2 separate regions of the Mus musculus genome follow, and region 1 is linked to region 2. A link is a contact called in public promoter capture Hi-C data. All regions are on one chromosome and are shown on one strand. The core of a region is the stretch at or near the end of the contact, and the rest is flanking DNA. Distances in the headings are between cores, read along the strand shown.

Evidence for each region. Promoter capture Hi-C pulls out the DNA fragments that hold promoters and counts their contacts.
Region 1: a promoter capture Hi-C map of cranial neural crest shows a contact between it and region 2. The contact joins the promoter of Haus4 here to the promoter of Efs in region 2. A contact is called at or near these places in 2 of 39 promoter capture datasets (cranial neural crest and maxillary cranial neural crest).

The regions. Positions count from the first base shown.
Region 1 is chr14:54,550,841-54,557,279 of GRCm38.p6, forward strand. It overlaps Haus4 (HAUS augmin-like complex, subunit 4), which reads right to left and starts at 3,521. Exons shown (of 10, transcript NM_145462.2): 1 at 3,335-3,521; 2 at 1,297-1,370. The coding sequence starts at 1,351.
Region 2 is chr14:54,924,326-54,930,757 of GRCm38.p6, forward strand. It overlaps Efs (embryonal Fyn-associated substrate), which reads right to left and starts at 2,463. Exons shown (of 6, transcript NM_010112.4): 1 at 1,113-2,463. The coding sequence starts at 1,130.

The DNA.
Region 1 (6,439 bases), core at 2,271-4,770, 370 kb before region 2:
TATTAGAAACTTTGCTTTTTTTACGTTTTTTTCTATGTAGCCCCAGGCTGGCTTTGAATCTGTAATCCTCCTGCTTCAGGCACCTAAGCCCTGGGATTACAGGCATGCAACACCAAGCCTGGCCAATATCATTAGAGTTCTTGAGGAAGTGGGGAACAGATATGCAAGTTCCGACTGTGGAGAAGGCCTCGCTCATTCACTCAAGCAAGGCTGAGAAAGGTAAGAGAGATTAACGGACTGTTGAGAAGCAGAGCAGGGTAACCCTTGCCGGCAGCACAGGTATGAGAGAAAGATCATGGAGAGGTCGGTGTCCTTTGGTTACCCCATCTCTCTCCCAGGGGGCTCTGCTGACATCTTTTACCATTATCTACCACACACACACACACACACACACACACACACACTCATACACACACACACACACACACTCATACACATTTATGCTTTGGATTATTATGTCTAAAGTCATTTTACAGAATAAGATATAAATCTTTTTGGCCGGGTATGGGGGTGAACACCTTTAATCCCAGCACTCAGGAGGCAGAGGCAGGCGGATTTCTGAGTTCGAGGCCAGCCTGGTTACAGAGTGAGTTCCAGGACAGACAGGGCTACACAGAGAAACCCTGTCTCGAAAAACAAAAACAAACAAACACAAAAGGGACAAGCTAGCCACCCTTACCTTGGCAACAGACTGCCACGATGCATCTATTGCAGTAACAGGTACTGAATCAGTATGAAGAGTTGGTCCAACCTGCTTCTTATTAGAGTGCCCCAAAAACTCCTAGATTCTACTTTCCTCAGAACCGGGTGCTGTGAGTGAAACCGTTCTAGTGGGCCTTGTGAACCTCTGTCATCTCAGGAAGCAAGGATCTGGACGAGACCTCTGGGAAAGTCACCAGGCCTTTTTTTTTTTTTTTGCAGGTGGTGGGGGTGAATAGGTATGGCCCCCATAGGCTCATGTGTTTGAATGCTTGGCCATAGGGAGTGGCACCATTAGGAGGTGTGGCCTTACGGAAGTGTGTCACTGTGGAGGCGGACTTTGAGGTCTTATATATACTCAAGCTATGTCCAGTGTGAGACACAGTCTCCTGCTGCCGCCTGCAGATCAAGAGGTAGAACTCTGAGCAACTCCCAACTCCCGCCCCATGTCTGCCTGCATGCTGCCATGCTTCCCACCATGATGATAATGGACTGAAACTGTAAGCCACTCCGGTTAAATGTTTTTCTTTATAAGAGTTGCCTTGGTCATGGTGTCTCTTCACAGCAATGAGACCCTAACCAGGACACTCCCCTTACCTTGCAGCAGCATTTCTACACCTTCTCCAGGTGCACAGAAATCTCCAGACGCCATCTCGTTTTCTTGGTATTATCTGTATGGAAACAAATGGGAGAAAATGCAAGTTGAACAAACCCCTGGCTGCTGCTCAAGCTACCTTAGGCAGTCTCACAAGCCAACTCTGGGCTCAAATTCTGTGCCAGAGTCAAGCCTAGAACCTTGACCCTCTTCCTCCTGGGTGCCAGGATTAAAAGTTCATGCCATCACATCTGGCTCAGAGATGTTTCTTATAGAGCAGGGCTATATCAGACATCAGGGTCCCCAAATTCTTTAGCATTTTATGGAAAACTTACAAATAAATACCAGAATACCTTCCATTCCAAGAACAAAATCTCTCCCAAGCTGTCCAAAGTATGACTCTAAACAGAACCACTCCTACTTCACCCCTACCCGCCTGTCTTAGGGTTTCTATTCCTGCGCAAACATCATGACCAAGAAGCAAGTTGTGGAGGAAAGGGTTTATTCAGCTTACACTTCCACATTGCTGTTCATCACTAAAGGAAGTCAGGACTGGAACTCAAGCAGCAAGTTGGGGAGGAAAGGGTTTATTCAGCTTACACTTCCAAACTGCTGTTCATCACTAAAGGAAGTCAGGACTGGAACTCAAGCAGGTCAGAAAGCTGATGCAGAGGCCATGGAGGGATGTTCTTTACTGGCTTGCTTTCCCTGGCTTGCTCAGCCTGCTCTCTTATAGAATCAAGATTACCAGCCCAGAGATGGTCCCACCCACAAGGGGCCTTTCCCCCTTGATCACTAATTGAGAAAATGCCTTGCAGTTGGATCTCATAGAGGCATTTCCTCAACTGAAGCTCCTTTCTCTGTGATAACTCCAGCTGTCAGGTTGACACAAAACCAGCCAGTACACCACCCAAATCCACTAAGTTCTAATGGAAGGCGTCTTCCTACCGTTACCATTTTGCTGGAGCTACAAACTGTTGCTGTCTGTCGTGTTCCCAGTAAACTAAGGGGTGTGGGTCCCAGTATACCTTTTGCCCCCTTTATAGCTCAACTGTGGAATATCACAGTTTCTTTCTGGTGCTTCTCTGTCAGTGTCATCTCATGAAAGAGCTATCTGTCTGGGAGCAAGAGCGACAGACACTTGAACTACAACAGCTTTTCCAGTAACAATGCACTGCAGTGGTTAGTGTGGGGACATAGCTATACAGATAGGTGTTTTGCCAGAACCTGGAGCACCTTGAAAAGAATGTCATCAACAGAGAGCAATGAGAAACTCAACAGCAACACAAACATTGCCTGCCCATTCTTTCCCTTATTGCTTTACCCACTCCTCCAAATGGCAGCTGAGCCCGAGGCAGCCCCGAGTCTGAAGCTTATTAGTACTTAACGCTTCACGTCCACAGAACATTGGTTTATTCGCTCCTTTTATGAGTCACATGAAAGCAACTAGCCGTTTGTTTTGTAGCGTGGTCTAGAGGAATCAGCTGAGGAGGCGCAATTCGAGACATTAATTTGTGGCTCCGCCCCGCCCCCCATGTTTTCTGTGTGAGTTTATGTGAAATGCTCCTTTTTCAGGTGCCAACAGTGTTCCACCTGCAAAGCCGCGATAACGGTTCTTGCCTTGCATGAAGCATCAAGAATTAATAACAATCGACTTGTCAACAAAAGCTATTTAGTTATGTTTTACCAGTAAGTTCCGTTTTACCAACTCAGAATGTTGTTGAACTACACCTACAAATAAAGTTTTGCAGGCCAGTTAGGCACCCAGCCACGAGGGTTTCAACCGCCCAGGGGTCCTCAGCGGAGCCGCCCACAGGACGTGACCTTAGGCTTCACCCCCACCCTGCGCAGGCAGCCGGGGTCCCACGCGCAGGAGCGCAGAGCGCCGAACTCTGACGCAGGCGTGCTTCGAGCCCTCCAGCCGTTCCCCTGCACGCTGTGCTGGACGCAGATTGATCGTCCTGACTGTTTTCACAAGAGGTGACCCTTACAAGGCCGGAGATAATCAAGATGCAGACGCGCTCTCCGGCGCCGACCTACCGTCTGGGTCGCCAAGGAGTCCTAAAGGGCGAGCGCGGCCTCGCCGCAAGCTCGCGGTCGTCGAGCGCTAACCTGCACGGCTCGCCGCCGGAGCGCTAAGGCCGGGGCCTGCCCGGGAAAGGCGCTGCCGCCAGCGTAGAAACAACTGGGTCTTAAATCAGCCGGGCACAGGACGGGGCGGGGCCTCCGTTCCCGCCTGGCGCAGCCCCGCCCCGGGAGCGCGCGCTCAGCGCAACTGTCGCGGTAGCGGCTCGGATCCTGGAAGTCGGAACTTCACCCATTTAACAAAGGGGAAGACTAGGCACGGAAGGTTATATAGAGGTGGCGGCCCAGCTCGGAAGCTTAGGCCTGCCACTGTGGTGCTCGGAGGTCGAGCCAATGTGTTGTTGGTATCAGAGATCGTCCTGTCTCGGCCTCCCGATTGATGAGAGGAAAGGTGCACGCCACTACACCCCCACTGGTTTGTTTTTATTTATCGATGTGGGCGAGCGCATGCGCCATATGTGGGCGGTGTCCACGGAGGCCGGAAGAGGGAGCCAGAGCCCTTTGAGCCGATGTTACAGGTGCTTGTGAGCTGCCAGATTTTGGGTTCTGGGACTTGAACTCAGATCCTTTTACTACGTTGCTCCAGCCTCACCTCTTGAATTTCTTAACCTACCTCGCCTCCTCCGCGCTCCCTCTGTTTTTTTTTAAAGTCACGTTTTATTTACTGTGTGTCCTACGTGTGCTGTGGAGGTCAGAAGACATTCTGGGAGTGAGACATCATAGGCTTGGTAGCAAGCTCCTTTACCCATTGAGCCGCGTTAACTGCCCTGCCCCATTCCCACATCCCTTATTTCCCATCATCCTTCCTTCACTCCTACTTATGCCTACACTGGTTTTGTAAAACTAAGGGTACCCAATCAGGAAGTGACTTCTTTTGGAAAATAAGATGTTTAGCTGTACTGTTAATCCTTCACCACACCTACTCAGGAGGTTGAGTTAGGAAGATCGAGAGTTCAAAGCTAGGCCCGGGCACTATGCTGAAGTTGCCCATCTAAAAAAATAAAAGTCTTAAATAAACTGCTTCAAGGTTATTAGAGCTCTTTATACGTTTTTATTTATTTTACTGTTGTTTACGTGTGTGGGTGTTTGACTGGCACATATGTCTGTGAACCACTTGTATGCTTACTGCTGTGGGATCCTCTGGAACCGGTTACAGTTACCACCATATAAGTGTGGAGAATCCAACCCAGGTTTACTTGAAGAGGGATGGTTGAGCCATCTCCCTAGCCCAGTGATTAGATCGCTTGCATCAGAGAACAAACTGATAGGATGGAGCAAAAGTGCTAGGAAATGGAGCTGTTTGGCTTTTCCTTAGAACAGCAGTTCTCAACCTGTGGTCGAGACCCCTTTGGTTGGTTGAACGACCCTACAGGGGTCACCTAAGGCCACTGGAGAACACAGGTGTTTACAATTCGTAACAGCAAAATTACAGTTATGAAGTAAGTAATGGAAATCATTTATGGTTGGGGGTCACCACAACATGAGAATCTGTATTAAAGGGTCACAGCTTTAGAACATTCTAGGGCCAAGGGTAGTGGCTCATGCCTTTAACCCCAGTGATTGGGAGGTAGGGGGTAAGCAGATGAGGACAGCCTGATCTACACAGAGTGTTCCAGGAAGGCCAGGGTTGTATAGAAAGATCAGTGAGAGAGAGAGAGAGAGAGAGAGAGAGAGAGAGAGAGAGAGAGAGAGAGAAGAGAAGAGAAAGGAGGAAGAGGAGGAGGAGGAGAAGAAGGAGAAGGAGAAGAGAGAAAGAAAAAAAAAAAGAAAGAAAGAAAGAAAAAAGAAAAGGAAGGAGGAGGAGGAGACTTGTATTTGAATACACAGAGAAATGATTCTAGGGCAGAAAGCTTTTATGCCCTTGGTCAGGGCATCAGCTGCCATGTTCCATGTTTAATGCTAGAGTGCAGTCACTTTTCAAAGCTTTTAAAAATCACTTATGCTTCCTCAATTCTTCAATGCAGCCTCATTAAATGCCAGGCTTACGCACGAACCGTGCTCAGAACAAAATAGCAAGCATGCTTTGGTGATTTTCAGCTGATCAGAGATTTACTGAAATTTCATCTCCCAAGTCTTCAGGTTCTTAAATACTGAACTACAAAGCTCTGGCTAAGAGGCTCGAAAGCACGCGAGGCCCTGAGCAGGGAAGGCTCAGAAGGCTGCCTTCCAGAGGAAGATGGGGAAGATAGCAGTGGACAGACACCTTGCGGACAGAGCTCCGTGTGCAATTATCTCTTCCCTCTTTGTCCCTTCCAAGCCATGAGACCTTGGGCTACAGCTCTCCTTCCTGTGGGAGGTGTGGGGGGGGAGACAACATATTTCTTGTTACTCCAATCTCTTAGCATTGGCATAACGATCAAATGAGATAACGGCTGAGAAAGCGCCTTGGAAAGACTATGAAAGTGAGGTGTTTTATTAAGTGCCTGGGGAGACACAGAGATGAATGTGACCTAATTCCTATCCCGAGGAAATTCACACTCTGTTGAGGAGACACACATGAGAAGAAAATAACCCAAGGCAGTAAATAGGTGCCGAAAAGGCAGTCTAGATTATAAATACCAAAGAAACTTAAAGAGGGGACAGGCATTTCTCTGCAGAAATAAATAGGAAAGGCTGAAGTCTTATTTTCACTATGCCCGATAAAAAGACATTTTAAAAAAAACCACTTTGAATGAGAGTCCAGAAAAATGAAACAGAAACAGGAGGTCCGGCTGCATTGGAGGTACCAGGGCGCGGAGCCGGCTAAAAGTAGAGGGAAGGGGAGAATTCATTAGGTGAGCTCTCTTTGAGACAAGAGAGTTAATGCTCTCTAGTACAGAGAGTGTAGGTCATTCTAGCAACCAGAAATGCAGCAGAGGTACATGACTTTAATCCCAGCACTCTGGAGACAAGCAAACCTCTGTGATTTCAAGACTAGAGTAGTCTACATAGTGAGTTCCAGGACAGCCAAAGCTATGTAGAGAGACCCTGTCTCAACGAAAACATAAGAAAATATGGCAAAGGATTGCAAAAAGAATGTTCAAATCAGAGCACCCACCGTCCTGAGCCAGAGCTGCACCC
Region 2 (6,432 bases), core at 1,213-3,712:
GTGTGTAAACTGTAAATGTTACCATTGTTGTGATCCTGTGAGTTTCACTAGCATAAATACTCCTCACCCAAACACCTTCTGGACTTCAAAAGTGACACTAACTCCAGGATCCTGACAGCAGCTTTGGCACTCCCAAAGGCACCCTGCCACCAGAGGACGAAAAGGTCTTGTCTGAGGAATGAAAATTGGATCCGTCCTCAAGGTGTTCTGTGGCTCCCGGGTTTTCTTTCACTTTCATAACTTTTCTTCCCATAGCCACAGTCCAGGAAAGCAGGTGGCAGCCTGGCGTTCCCTGGGGATCCCCAGCAAGGGCTGGAGAAGCTGAGCTCCAAGACAGAAAGCAGAGGTGGCGGCTGTATGGCTCCTCCCAGTATTAGGTTTGAATTTTATCCAATGGGGCCATGCTTTGCAGTTTGCCTAAACCCAGGCCAGAGCTGCTGATAGGATGATGGATTATGGGTGTGACCCCTCCTGCTTTATCTCCTCTTAGGGGCCCAGCTGACTTGTGAGGCAATGGCTGACTTATTTGGGTGGCAGGGTGCCACTGCGCTTTCTGGGAGGCCTCCTCCCGCAATTCCAACAAGCCAACTGTCCCTGTCTTTTGTTCCTAGTCACTAGAAAGTGGCCCGAGGCGGGCTGACATCATCGCCCCTACTCTATGTTATTTTCCCCAGCCTGGTCACCTGCCTGTTTCTCCATTTTCCCCCCAATCCTTTAGAGTTGGGCTTCCTTGGCCTTCCATTTTCCTTGGGCTTCCTGGTCTTTGTCAGAAAACTCCTTTTACTTACCTCCCAATTACAAGCCCCTGCCAACCCCCAATAGGCATCTGTTTCCACCCAGCAAGAGCAGATAGGATGGGGTTACACTCCGCCCTCCCCCCTCATCCCCCAACTATCCACAACCACTATAAAGAAAGAGAATAGGGAGAGAGGAGGAGGGGCCAACCCAGAACCAGAAGGCACAGGGGATGAGGACTGAGAGGGAGGGAGAAAGGAACAAAAGAGGACAGGCTTCTGGGAGAGATCACTGAGTGGATAGAAATAAACAGGACAGTGCCATAGAGCAGGTTGGAGGTGTCTGCCTGGCAAACCTCCTTTCCCTGGTGAACTCACCGACGTGGCAATGGCCATGGCTCTGGCCTCCAGCGTCGCCTGCTTCAGGCCAGGCTCTGTTTCGCTGACTTCAGCGATGGCTGCCCCACACCATGGTTCCCGGCCTCCAAGTCAGAAGGTCACCCCAAGCTGTAGCGCTTGAGGAGATAGATGCCTCCCCCCAAAGTTGGAGGAAGAGAAAGAAAACCCACAAAACTTTCCAAATAGGAGGCAGCTTGGCCAAGCAGGAGGAGGAGTAAGGCGGGCCTGGGCGTCGCTGCGGGACCTCATCCAAGGGGCGCGCTCTAAATTGTCCCCCAGGGTCTCTCGGGGCTCCAGGCCCCCACAGCTGCCGCCTTAAGTCGCAGAGGCCTCCTGGACTCACATGGGCTCACAGCTCACTTCCCAGGCTAAGAGACAGGAGCTGTGGCTGCTTTCGACGCCTCTCCAAGCAGCTCAGGCTAGCCCCGAGGGCTGGGAGAAGCCGCCTGAGTGGTTGGGCTGGACGAGCGACTCTTGGGGCCAACCCTCCCCCAGCGGCGCAGAGCGGTGCTCCCAGGGCTGTCTGTGGTCGTGGCAGCCGGGCCACTGCGGCGGGACCCGCGGGGAAGGAGGAGGAGCGACAACTGAGCTGCGTGTCGCCAAACTCGCTCAAGTCAGCGCAAAGGCCGGCGCCAAAAGGCCTAAGAGCGCGTGGCGGTGGAGCTGGGCTGTCTGCCCAGGCCCGCGCCGAGGCGAGCTCTCCCGGCCACACTCCTTCTCAACACAGCCGGGTCTTGGAGGTGGCCGCCAGGCACCTCTCAGTCTCAGCGCTCAAGGGCGCGCACCACCCTTTGCCCCAGGCACCCCTCTGGCCCCAGTCCCCGCTCACACACCCTGGACCGGGCCCTCGGCGCGTCCCAAAGCTTAGGGAAGCTCCAGGTGTCTTGGGAAATGAAGAAAAAGGCACCGAGCAAAAGGGAACAGAGAAGGGGAGGAGCAGTGCTGTGGGCTCGCCTAGGGTCGAGGTGGGGACACTGAGGGTTAGAAAAGGTCCGGGGTCGCGCGCGGCCCCCGATCACCCCTTGCACTCCGCGCCCCTTCCCTCCCTTGCCCGGGCTCCCGCTCCCCCTCGGCAAGCTCTCCCTCCCCTCCCCGCAGGCCCATTCCTCTCGCGAGGGGCTCGGGCCAGGGGATTAAGAGAAGGGGGAGGAAGGGGGAAGGGGAAGCTGTAGGGAAAGGGGACGATCCTTTCCGAGGCGGTGTTGAGTTTCAGCTCCAGACCCTCGGGCCAAACTGCGCGCCCCAGCCCGGCCACTCTCCCCCGCACCTTCCTCCTCGGGACCGCGCAGCAGACCGCGGGGTGGTCTGGTCCGCGCGCTCCGGGGAGCTCGGCTCTGCCCGACACGCCCCCGCTCTCCCCCGCCAGCCCCACGCCTCTCCCTGCCTCCCTTTCATTAGCCCCACATCTGTCTTTCCCGAGGGAGGGGACGCGCTGCTTCCGCCGCGCGCTAGGGTCCCGGCGGTTTGAGCACGCTGACTTTGCAGGGGCTCAAACCGGCTGCGGGGGTGAGCCGGGGAGGTCCAGAGGGCCACAGGCTTGGAGTCTGGTGCTGAACAAAGATTCTGGCCCTTGGGAGAGAACAAGAAGCTTTAGCGGCTGGCACCAGATCCCAGGCTGGCCGGTTGCACCGCCTTTTAGCCTCCTTTGCCAGTCCGGGCCTGTTTCTTGTCTTTGGTTTGGCCCTCGCTGCTACTGGAGCAGCTGGAGTAGAGATCGTAGGCAGAAGATGACAAAACTCTTTCTGAGGGGCTGGAATCGGGAGTTTCAGCCAAACCCCAGCTCCTTGCCTCCTTTCCCCTTCCTGCGGCCTCCCTTCAGTCGCCCTCTTCTCTAGCCTTTACTTCGAGGAGATATACATCAGAGCTTCTCAGGGTTGGGAGAGATCTGTCTTCTTCAAAAGAAAAGAATTTGGGGCGGGGTGGGGGGAGTGTGTCCTGGTAAGCAAGCTGCTAAATAGAGGTGCAAAGCTGTAATGTTTCCCCAGTGTTTACGTTTAACAAATGAGCACTTTAAGCACAAACAGACAACGAGCTTAGTCGTAACCTCTTTACAAGAGAACAGATAAAATCTTACTTAAGGACCTTTGTGAACTGGAGGCTTTGAGACCACTGTTGCTCCACCACACCACAGTGTTCCACAAGCTTAAGCACAGCATTTTCCCAGAACCACCCGAGGGGACAATGTTTACTGCCTGGTTACCTAGAACCCTCTGCCGAGGGAGAGGGAGAGTTGGCACCTAAGGGTGGCTCAGTGAAAGTTTCAGGATGAACGCGGGATGAATGGTGCTGGCCCTGGTCAGTGATGCTGGAGGGCAGACTTCATGCCCTGGCTGGAAACCTTCAACAGACTCAGGCTCCATTAGAACGAAAAGGAATTTTCGGGGAAGCTAAGCAGAAGGATGTGAAAGGTCCAGGCAGGGCTGCAGTTTGAGAGATGGGTGGGGACCTCAGAGCTTGAGGAATGACTTTAGGTAGGGGCAGCTTCTGTCTTGGGAGTGAATCCTGGCTTGTTAGCTCTGATACCTTGGTCTAGTCATAGCCATCCGGCAGTTTTAATTCCTCCCGTGTAACAGTTGCTTTGGCAAGGAGAACACAGATGGAAAATGCCCCTTCTTCCTCTAACAACACTTTCACGAAAACCAGATGTTCTCAGCTGAAGGAATGGGAACCTTTGCTGCAGTCTTGGTTGGTTTTTTTTATTCTTCTGGAACTCACTCTGTAGACCAGGTTGGTCTCAAACTCAGAAATTCACCTGCCTCTGCCTCCCAAGTGCTGGGATTAAAGGCATGCCCCACCACTGTCCGGTCCTTTCCGACATTTATATACCCCCACTTCTGCCCTCTCCTTTAAGGTTGCAGGTACTCAGGTATTCAAACTAGGAAGAATTCTAGCCTCAGGGAGCGCTTGGAGAAAACTGGCTGAATGGGGGTGATGCCTTGTATAGAGAGCAGCCTCCTATGGTCTTACACCATGGTTTGGCCACATTCAAAGAGTAGCAAAGAAGGAAGTCTTCCCAGCAGGGTTCATCTATCTTTTCCCTTCCTTGTCCCACCCACATGCTCCTCCCTCCTCCTCCTCCTCCTCCTCCTCCTCCTCGCATCCCAGTCCCCTCTTCACCCCTAGTTTTCCATTCACGTTATCCTGTTGCTTCTGAAATGTGTCAGAGCCTCCAGACCCTTCCCATCACCACGCCAAAAAGGCCTTTCCCGTTAGCATTGCCTTTCCACCCTCTCCAGTCTCTCACCCCCACAGCAGCTCTGTGCTCCTCCTATGTCGGAGCATGGTCTCATTCTCTTCATTGTGCTTTATGTTATAATCAGAAGGCATCGTTCTCATTGTTGATCATCTGTCTCCTAAACTGTAAGCCCTGGGAGGAAGAGGCCTGTCTCTCTTATCTTCCTCTTCATTCCTAGCACTTAGAATGTCAGTGTCTGGTGTGCAGTAGATGCTCAATAAATATGAGCGAACAAATATTTGATGAATGAACACAGGAGCTTTGAATATAGGGCAACATTGGGTTAGCCTTGGAAGGTAAATTGGGTTAGCCTTGGAAAGATACCATAACTGGGTCCTTTCACTCCTCATCTGATAACTCCATGTGTTTCCCAGATCAAACTGGGTTCTCCTGGAAGGTAGTCTCCTGGGCCTGATTGTTCAGTACTTAACAATCCCATTCAAAATAATTAGTGTGCTGGAGAGGTGGGTCAGTGGTTAGGAAGAGCACATACTGTTGTTCTTCCTAAGGACCTGAGTTCAGTTCCCAGCATCTACATTAGGTGACTTACCTGTAACCCCGGCTCCAGGTGGATCTCTCTGTGGGCACTTGAGTCCATGTACACAGCCCCCCCCCACACACACCCAATACACGTAATTAAAATAATAAAAATAAATCTTTAAAAAATAATTTGTATCCAGGGCCATTATCACCTACAAATCAGAATGTGGGAGTGCTATTCTAGAGGTCTCCATCTTTGCCATTGCTGGGTCGCTCAGAAAAGCGTGATGGGGTTGTCCCATTGCCAAGAACAGCTTCTGCTTACCAGCAGGTACGTGGGGATTTAAATATTTTAATAACCTGAGTCCTGGCTTCTTAGAAGGTGAATAGAAATGAACTCAATTCCGTGGATGCCATACTGTTTTAGGCCCTTAGGTCCAGGGCAGCTAATCTTTTTTGGTACCAATAAGATCACTCACTCCAGGGACACACAATACCATATACATTCCTACCAACAAGGAAGCATGAGCCAAAGGAGCATCCAAGGTCATGAGCAGACGAAAATCTCAAGGCAGCGGGAACGGGCTTGATCACCCTTTAGACAGACACTTGTATTTGAACTCCCAGAAAGCCCCAAGAGCTTTTCTGAGCATAGCATAGAAGACATCGTTCATTACATTTCTCCTTCCCTTTCTGGCAGGTGCTGACCTCTTTCCCCAGAGGCACAGGGAAGGAATTCCAGCCCCGGTTGGCTGCCAGGCAAGTAGAGACATGTTGGGAGGGTACAACATGTCAGATGTTGGGCCAACCTTTCTTTGCTCCCGCCCCCAGCATTCTCCCCATTGCCGCCCCCACACCCCTCAAGGATTCCCTGGAAGCTGAAATGACTCAGGGATTCCAAAAGTAGTCACCCCAGGAGGAAACCCTCTGGAAAATGTTTCTCATGGCAGGGAGTCACCCTAAAGTGTCCCACAAAGCTTCTACCGAGATAAGGACAGGCTGAGCAAGCAGGGTTGGGTGGGAGCCTGTGGCTCAGAGAATAGGTTCATGGGTCAGCCTAGTCATCGTGGTATGGGGAAAGCCAGCCCTGGGGAAGACTGTAATTGAAGGGTATTCCATCTTCTTTCTAGAGGCTTCCTCTGGCGTTGGGTACAGAGGCAGAGAAAGAAACCCCAAATGTCTCCTATGAAAAACAATGTCCCCGTCATCCAGGCCAGATCATTCTGCAGTGTCAACAGTTGAGACAAGAAGCTGGGGTCATTTTCTGTGCCTAAGAGTGCCTGTTCTGCACTGGCCAAGGTCTGCTTCCTAGGTTGTGCTGGGAGGCAGGGGGGTGGGGGGACTTATAGGAATCCTTCTCTTTGAAACAGCACTGCCTGCTAAAGGACCCTACTCTGGGCTTGGGGTTGCTAAGGAACACCACAAGCCACCTGAGACCACGTGCCAGACAAAAGGCTGGGGAACAGGAAGCTGGAACAATGGATCCCAGCCAGTGGGGCTGGATGCCAAAGAGGACTGGGATGCCCTGTGGTTTTAGGCAGGTGCAAATGAAACACATCCAGTGCCAGTCCGGGGGGGGGGGGG